2 separate regions of the Triticum aestivum genome follow, and region 2 is linked to region 1. A link is a contact called in public HiCAR-type data. All regions are on one chromosome and are shown on one strand. The core of a region is the stretch at or near the end of the contact, and the rest is flanking DNA. Distances in the headings are between cores, read along the strand shown.

Region 1 (4,352 bases), core at 1,276-3,775:
CATTGGCCGCTCAATCATTCATGGCGTCCTCGTCGACCTCCACCGCAGAGAAAAGCGTACGGGGTGTACCGGCTGGCACGAAAGTAACTGTCCTGAACTAACTGGCACATCAGCTGCGGTGGCGCTGGCGTTATATACGGGGGGCGGCCCAAACTGGATGGACCGGCGTTACCGTCTCTCCGATCCCGTGCCAGTTGGACGAACTTGTTCTCTCTCTCCCTGTCCGTATCGACCAATTCCACGTGATAAACCAACAAGAACCAGTCGTCCCCATGCAGATAAGGCAGGGCTAGCCAGCCATGAATCGTGTGCTTCGCTGGCTTTAGCTGACCATCACAGCTCTGTGACTGTGAGTGTGGGTGCACATTAAACAGCTGAAAGTCCTGGCATTCTTTCTACACATGAAAACTCTTTCATCGCGTCAAGCCGTCAACGACAATGAGACGTCTGAAATTCCTCCGAGGAGCGGAGACGGAAGCTTTGCGGTGGAGGGAGTTTTAAAGCTTTTGCATTTCCGGATGGAGAAAGAGGTTGCGCATTGATGGCGCGTGTTTGGGCACCATCAGCAGGCTCCTCTCGCGTTAACATCCACCCTCCCGTGCGCGGCAGGCAGCGGCACCCTGCACCCACCACCACCACCTCCACCACACCCATAACTCCGCGCACGGGCCCTCCGTTCCAGGCTCCCGCTTTCTATCCCTGATTCCACCGTCCCCCCTCGCGCGCGGGCCAAAGCGCCCCTTTTCCGCCTGTTTGCGTGCGGTTTGCCACGGCACGGCGCGCACAAGCGGCCACGGGGTTGACGCGCCCTAGAACGTCTCGTGGCTCGTGCCCCCTGGCATTCAGCTCTCACGGGGGTTCTTCGCGTCAGACGTGTCGCAAAATCGAAATTTTGAACGTACGTACCCATGCTAGAAAGCGGTAAAGTGGTGGTGGTACTGGTAGCAGTACGAGTGCGTGTCAGTGCACATTCAAACGAAAAAGTATGTGCTGGCCCTGGATGAACAAGGGACACCAGGTGGATTCGTGTTATCAGCCGAGATCGTCTCGACGATTTCTTGGAAGCAATCTACATTGTACGAATCGACCACTACACGCGCCACGCCGGGGGAGGCAGAGGTTGCCGGCGGCGGGGCGGCGTCCTCTGCCGGGGCGCCGTCGGCCTGGCGGCCGGCCCCGGCTCGCGGCCGGCCGTGGCGGCGGCGGCGGGGGCGAACACCTCGTCCCAGATCTCCGCGAAGGCCCGGAGGATGGCGTCGTGGTGCCGGGGCGCGTTCAGCGCCAGGAAGCGCCGGAGGAGCTCGCGGAGCTCGTCGCCCGTCACGATCCCGTTCTCCACGATCATGTTCAGCATCGACCGCCGGAAGTCGCCCAGCGGGTCCTCCGACTGCTTCACCACCGCCACGCTCCCGTCCAGCCTCCCGCTGCCGCCGCCGAAGCCGTTGCCGTTGCTGTTGTCGCAGCTCGTCGCTTTCCGGTGCTTCGGCGCCGCCTGCGGTGTCGGCGAGCGCTTCTCGTCTTCTTTGCTCTTGGATTTATTGTCCTCCTCGGTCTTCGCGCTCCGGACCGGCTCCAGCGGCGGCGGCGGGGGCAGAGGGCGAGGGGGCTGTGGCGTGAAGTGCGCGTCGCCTTCTTGCTTGCTGGCTTTGTCAACGCTCTTCACCCTCCGATGCTGCTGGGTTGGGACCTGCAAGGATGGCGGCGGGAGCGGGCGCGGCCGCGGCGGCGAGAAGTCGCCGTGGCCTTCTTGGATGCTGGGCTTGTCGTCGCCGCGCACAGCTCGACGTTGCACGGGCCGCGACGGCAACGGCGGAGGCGGCGGTGGAGGAGGAGGAGGCGGCGGCGGTGGCGAGAAGTGATTTCTTGGGGGGCTCTTGGTCCGCGCGCACGACTTGATGCTCCGCTCGAGCTCGCTGAGCTCGCGCAGCAGGCCGGAGAAGCTGGGCGTGGTCGCGGAGCTCGCCCGCTTGCACTCGACCTCGTCGGCGTCCTCCCACAGGAAGGAGGAGGAGGCGGAGGGCACGGTGAGCGTGCCCGTGGACGTGGACGCCGACGGGTGCGTCCTGCTGGCCGTCCGCGACGTGGCCGTGGTGGCCGTGGACGCCTCCGTGCCGGAGCGCGGCGACGAGGCGGCCACCGCCGCCGCCGCGACCGCCACGGCCTTGGGGTCCTTGCAGCCGCAGCCGAGCGCGAAGCCGACGCCGCCGAACCGCTTCCTCGCCGCGACGCCGTGGCTCATCCCCTCGCGCGCGTCGTGTCGCTCCCGGTCACTCACAGCTGCCCACACCACAGGGATCTTGGACGGTGGCCGGCCGGCCGGGGCGGCCTTTATATCGCAGAGCGCTGGCAGCTCACAGTGGCATATGGTGGCTCGCTCCCCTCGCTCCCGACCCCCGAGTTATGAAGCCAGCGACGAAGAAGCTACCGAGCTCAGCTGCGTCGCATGTATACATGTACTAATACTGCGTACGCGCACGCGGACGGATACAGTAGACGTGACGACGCGCGATCCGCACCGTCCGTTCACCTTTCGCTTAAAGACACGATTGATGGTCAGTTGGATCAGCTCGCTAAGCTAATAATTTCGACGCCGTGAAGCAGATCTCCTCCAAGCTCCAAACCACTGTCGCGACGAACAATAAATACGCGCAGAACCGAAAGCTGACCGGCCATTGTAGCTGCGCAGCGCAGCTTGTCTTCATTAAGCCGGCCAGTGAGCCGTGCCCTTCGCGGCGATGTTCGACAGATACAGGAGAACTACTCCCTACAGAATACAGAATACACCAAACAGTGGTGCTGTTGTGGTACTCATTGCGCGCACGTAGGGGTATGGGTACGTGTTATGTATGCCCCCTCGCATGTGCAATCATACATGGACATATGGACTCACTCGCACCGTGGAGCTACAACTGGGATGGTCCCTGCCATGGGTCTGCGGCACCTGTCTGGTGTAGAACGAGGATAGATTTTGTGCTCCGATTGTTCCTTCGGAATGGAATGGAGGGTGCCGCGAGCCGGCCGCCATGGAGCCGCTTGTCCTCACCTGGGAGCGGGGGAGCAAGGCCACCGGTTCCGCTGGATTTCTGCGACTTTCGGGCGCGCCCGCATGTGCCCGCCGTTGGCCGGACTGATCGACCCATCGAATCTTCCAATTGCAAGTGTACCCGATGCTACCACAGTGCCAAGGAGGTGATTTCTTATCTCAATCAAAGCCGATCGTTGTAGTAGGTTCTGTAGCAGCTAGCTAACCACCCGTGTCGGTCCCGCGCCACAAATCCTACTAGGATCCTCTGATAGGCCTGCGCATGTGCTTGAAGTTTTTGTATCTGCGGACATCGCTCTCGTGATAGAGCTATAAAATTAAAGCCGGCTTCCCTGAGGCAGGTGGAGCTCCATTTACGCCGCCACCGTCCGCCGGATGAATGTGCTCGTATCCAGCGGCGGGGCGGTACGGCGGTCCATCAATCTCTACGGTCAAATCGTTCGAGTTGAAGGCCCATAAAAGCCCCTGGGGTTGCTCCTGCGCCGAGATCCATCATCTTCCTCGGGCCGGCCGCAGAGCAGAGATTGTGCTCGATTGCGCCTCTGCGGTGCGACCACCGCGAGATCGTTCCTTCTGGTTTGACCCCAGGTTTCATCATGGCAAAAACCGGATGGATGGATGGAAGGAAGTGCGACCGAATTACTGGTGGCGCAATGAAGCTGCTCGGAAGCACGCCTTCCGGAGGTCGTACGTACTCCCCTTTTTAGGGCAAAATCCTTAATTAGCTCCACCGACTATGTTTTTTTAGGACTCAAAAGCTAAACTTTGACGGTACTATGAAACCGCCCATATCGTTTTGAATTTTTTTTATGCCCCTCCGTTTTTATTTAGTCCGCGTATTAACTTTAGTCAAACTCAAGCTTTGTAAATTTTGACAAAGTTTATAAACAAAAATATTAACATGTATAATAACAAATTAATACCATTAAATTCATTAGATTTGTTATGTTAAATGTTAATATTTTTTTCTATAAACTTGATCAAACTTTATAAAGTTTGACTTCAATCAAACCTAATACCTAGAGTAAATAAAAATGGATGGAGTACATAGTAGTGGTTCCGCATGTCTTCAAGGAATATGAGAACCATTTAAAACTGAAACTCTGTGTTTTATGTGTCAAACAATGCTAGATCAATTGCTATCATGCACAGTACATGATGAAATACCAAAAATAATAATCTCATGTCATCGCAAATTGAAGAGATGGCAGATGACACACGCCTCTCATTCCGTGCGTGTTCGTTCCAGATCTGTGTGCGTCCTTGCTAGTATCCCTGCCGGGATTTCTACTCCGGCGAGGGGAGAGGT
Region 2 (4,352 bases), core at 885-3,384, 300 kb after region 1:
GTAATTTATAAATGCTCAACTTGATTTTTTTCTAAAAGTATTCAAGAATTTAAAATATACATGAATGTTTTAAAAATTAAAATAACGAGTAGGACGAAAAATAAAAAAGAGACAGGAATTTTACGAATGAAGAAATAAAAATATAAAATAAACGAAAATAAAAAAAGGAGGCAGGAAAAATAGAAAATAGAAAATAGAAACAAAATGCAAGAAAACGGAGAAAAAAGTGAAGCAACAAAAAAAGAAAAAAAATATAACCGCACGACCATGATGGACAAACATCGGGAATGCGTCTAAACCGGGCCAGCCCAATTCATGCCGTTATAGGCATTTAGGCAGCTAGGCGTTAAATAGGAATTGCACTATCGACAAGACCGAAAATACGGAAATCCAAAGCTCATGTCCTTCCAGACGTGCTCAAGAGAGGTGCCATGGTGCAAAAGGATAACACCAGGAACATGATGAGGATTTCATTTGCACGGCTGTGTGGGAAGGTGCTTCATCCATTTGAAAGATTGAGACCTTGTACAATGCAAGGTGCTTAGAAAAATAAACCAGATTCTTAAGCAATGGTGCTTATTTACAGAGAGTAGACGCTTAATTAGGCACCTCTCCTGTAGAGACAAGCACTGGTGCTTAAAAAAAACTCGGTTTATTTTACTAAGAACCTCCCATGAGCATTGTAAGCACAAGTGTGGCTAGGAGAAGTTGGATGTTGATTTGGGTTGCCAGTATTGTTTGAGTTGCTTAGTTTCGGACTGATGATGTTTGGTAGCTTTCTGTTTATTTTGCTATGTTGTCCTACTGTATTTGCTTTTGTGTGAGCAATGGACCTATTGCTCCCGCGTGAGCTTTTTGAACTGGTGGTAGGTTAGTTTGGTGTCGTCGGGTTTTCGTCCTGCATTGGGTGTTTCGATAACGAGCAACTATATATAGTGGGTTTTTGAACGATGCGTTGGACTCGCTTTCTCCTTTCTCGTCTCCTCTACTGTTTCTGATTTGGTAGTTGTATTTTTGCTATTCAATTAATGGAAAATGGGTTAGGCCCTATTAAAAGAATGTCCTCCCGATGGTGGGTCTAGCGCGCATGTTTTTTCCCTCTGTTGTTTATTTTTTTTGTTTACATTTTCTTTTGTGAAATCCATCATTGGCTAAACAATCATTCAGTTATGCTATTTGTGGGCTTTACTCTCACTATAGCTATTGTACAGTTGCCGCAAATAATGACTTTTATGATCTGGTTTGTTTTTATCACATAAAAAGTCATGGGATCAAGAAAGAAATGTGAAAAATGTAGTTATAAATGTGAAAAGCCAATACGTCAATGCCTTGTCCCATAACTTGGGCATCCTATCTGATGGATGAATGAGGAGACTACATTGAGTATTTCCGTTCCATGACACGATTCTTCTTTGCGGTTAAATTGAAACACAAGTTGGTGATTCAAAAGTGGTCACAGCTAGAATCTACATTATCAATGCTAGAATGAAAACCTGGTGAGTATTTCTCTACCACCTTCCAATCTTCTTAGTCGATTGTTTACTTTTCCAATTGGGGCGGGGGGCATATGTTACTGGAATCCAGGGCATAATTTTTCGTTTTTTTTTGCTTATTTTCTTTTCATTTTTTACCTTTTCCTGCCAATATTGTTTTGATATGTGTAAATCTATTATATATTGCTTTTATACATGAATGTTACTTTCTTATGATACATGTGTTTTTTATTTAGTAAATACATTAAAAAATCCCGTGATACATAACATTTATTTGGAAACATATAAATATGTTTCTTTATTCCACAACATGTTGTTTGAAATATATAAGTACTTATTTTTCTCATACATGCACATGGTTCTTCTAATACAGGAACAATTATTTCCAAAATAGTAACACTTTTTTGTTATACCCAAAAGTTTCCTATATTAATGCATACATTTTCCAATTTGAAACATGGTTTACAAATTAGTATACAAAGTATAAATTTTGATATTTATGAAGGGAAGAAAATATATGTTAATTAATGGTGGGCCTCATTAATTGCGGTCCATGAAGAACGCCTGTAGGTGTCAAGGCCCCCGATGCCGCAAGTAGGAGCACCCCACTCGGCCTGCGGATTGAAATCCTCTTAGCTGCAGGCCTCTTCCCGGCCCATGGCCATCGATTCGCTGACACGACGCTCGCGGACAGCAGCCACCGCTCGAATCTCCGCGCCGGCTCCGGCCACGGAAGTTCTCCCCCACCCACCATCACCATGGCTCAGGCTCCAGGCCGCGCCGCCTCCGCCGTGCGGCTCTTCGACGCGCACTGCCACCTGCAGGACCCCCGCATCGCGGCGGCCGCCCCCTCACTCATACGCGCCGCCACAGCCTCCGGCGTCGGCCGGTTCGCGGTCAACGGCACCTCCGAGGTACGCCCCGCCCCTGCCTCGTGCGTGAACGCGAGCGACCGCTCCTCCGTGACTCTTTGTCTACTGGACGAGCGCAGAAAGACTGGCACCTGGTGAAGCAGATGGCCCAGGAGCACCCGGCTATCATCCCCTGCTTCGGCCTCCACCCATGGCAAGATACTCTGGCTGCTTCTCCCGGTGCACTGCTTCTTATGCTGTGTGGATTTTAAAACCGTGAATTTGGGTAGGTGGGTGCCGGAGAGGTCGCCCGATTGGATGGATTCGCTCCGGCAGTTCTTCTCGGAGACCCCAGAGGCGGCTGTTGGAGAGGTAGGCTGGTGTCAATCTGTACTCTTCTAGGTTACTTCTCAAGTATTACCTCAGTCCCAAAAAGCTTGTCTTACATTTGTCTAGATACGGATGTATCTAACACTAAAACTTCCGTATCTAGACAAATCTAGAACAAGTAATTCGGGACGTGGGAGCACGTGCTGGCAAAGTAGCCAGCAATAAAACTGCGGTGATACATAATAGACTGAACTGCCACAAAGTGCAAACCAAGGCTTACCTACAAGCATTAGTTCTCTAATATAGTGAAAATTATGATCATCTGGTTTTGCAACTCATTGAATTCTATCAGTATTCAGCAATAGGGTATATTTATCTGTCGCCTCTGTTTACTGTAACTCTATAGCCGAGAAGGCTGTTTCTGAATTTAACCTAATAGACTGCCCTAGTTTGACAGCATAGGTTTTCCAAAACCGTAGTTCTAAACACCACCGTTTTTCTCACTTCAGTTTATAAAAAAGAGGCCGAAACCTCTTTCTGAAATACTACAAAAAAGACACCATGTTTGGGATACTACGATTTATAGAACTGTGGTATTTATCAATGCCAAACACATCAAAGTTTTCAAAACCATGGTTTCACAGTATTCACCAAATAGTCAAAAAAAAAAAAAACTGAGCTGCCAAACGTAGCCAATTTTTTCTTCTGTTTCCTTTTGGCATGTGCAATATGAGACCTGTGCAATTATATATTCTCATATGTCACTATTATGCAGACTGGTCTGGACAAGGGATCGCATGGAAAAACTATTGACTTCGGAGAACAGGTTTGTCAGCACGGACCCCTCTGCACTTCTTGTTGAATATTACCTCCGTCCCAAATTAGTTGTCTTAGACAAGTTTTCAGCTACATGCTAATGGATATATTTAGCTTTGTTACTGTGGCTTTAGTTGTACCCCTTTACCTTTTACCATAAGCATAACAATTTTAACACAGGTTGAAGTATTCGAACGACAACTTGAACTTGCTAAGGAATTGGAGAAACCTGTTTCTGTTCATTGTGTACGTGCCTTCGGCGATCTTCTGGAAATACTAAAGTAAGGCAAAGATATTTGGTCATTATCATCTTTTTAGTTCTTGTCAGTATCTAGTTCAATATGACAGGTAGTGGTAGTTTGTTTGTCTAAGTTCAAATTTCAATGTCTTAAAAAGTATTACCCATGATATTGCATACACCAGGTTCTTAGTAGGTTTGCAATTAGTGTTGTTTTTTCATCACATTTCCAAAATATTGAATATATTGCTCTTTCTAGATATATATGTCATACTGGAGAGCAGGTTCCGTACTTCTAGTCCAGTATGGATGCCCTGTAGTTTCTCATCTTTTTGTCTACAAATAAATGTTATGCTGTGTTAACATTTTGGCTGCCTGAAGGCGTACTGGGCCTTTCCCAGCAGGTGTGCTGTTGCATTCTTATCTGGGGTCTGCAGAAATGGTGCCCGGCCTTGCAAATTTAGGTTGTTACTTTTCATTGTCTGGTTTCCTTACAGGCCTGAAATCCACTAAGGCAAAGAAAATGCTCAAAGCAGTAAGTTGGTCATGTTTTTTTCCCCTGAGGTTAGGCATGTTAAATCTATTCTGCACCACCAGTGAAATGCATTTGTATTTGTTCCAGAT

Evidence for each region. HiCAR-type assays count read pairs that join an accessible place to other places.
Region 2: a HiCAR-type map of leaf shows a contact between it and region 1, with 3 times the contacts expected there. The contact joins the promoter of LOC123054113 here to the promoter of LOC123054108 in region 1. A contact is called at or near these places in 1 of 5 Hi-C or Micro-C datasets (leaf) and 1 of 1 datasets of contacts at active chromatin or transcription factors (leaf).

Annotation. Positions count from the first base shown.
Region 1 is chr2D:507,955,037-507,959,388 of IWGSC CS RefSeq v2.1, forward strand. It overlaps LOC123054108 (protein cappuccino), which reads right to left and starts at 2,526. Exons shown (of 1, transcript XM_044477798.1): 1 at 985-2,526. The coding sequence starts at 2,239. The coding sequence ends at 1,091.
Region 2 is chr2D:508,251,934-508,256,285 of IWGSC CS RefSeq v2.1, forward strand. It overlaps LOC123054113, which reads left to right and starts at 2,135. Exons shown (of 10, transcript XR_006426051.1): 1 at 2,135-2,407; 2 at 2,485-2,558; 3 at 2,635-2,716; 4 at 3,450-3,500; 5 at 3,671-3,771; 6 at 4,110-4,263; 7 at 4,351-4,352.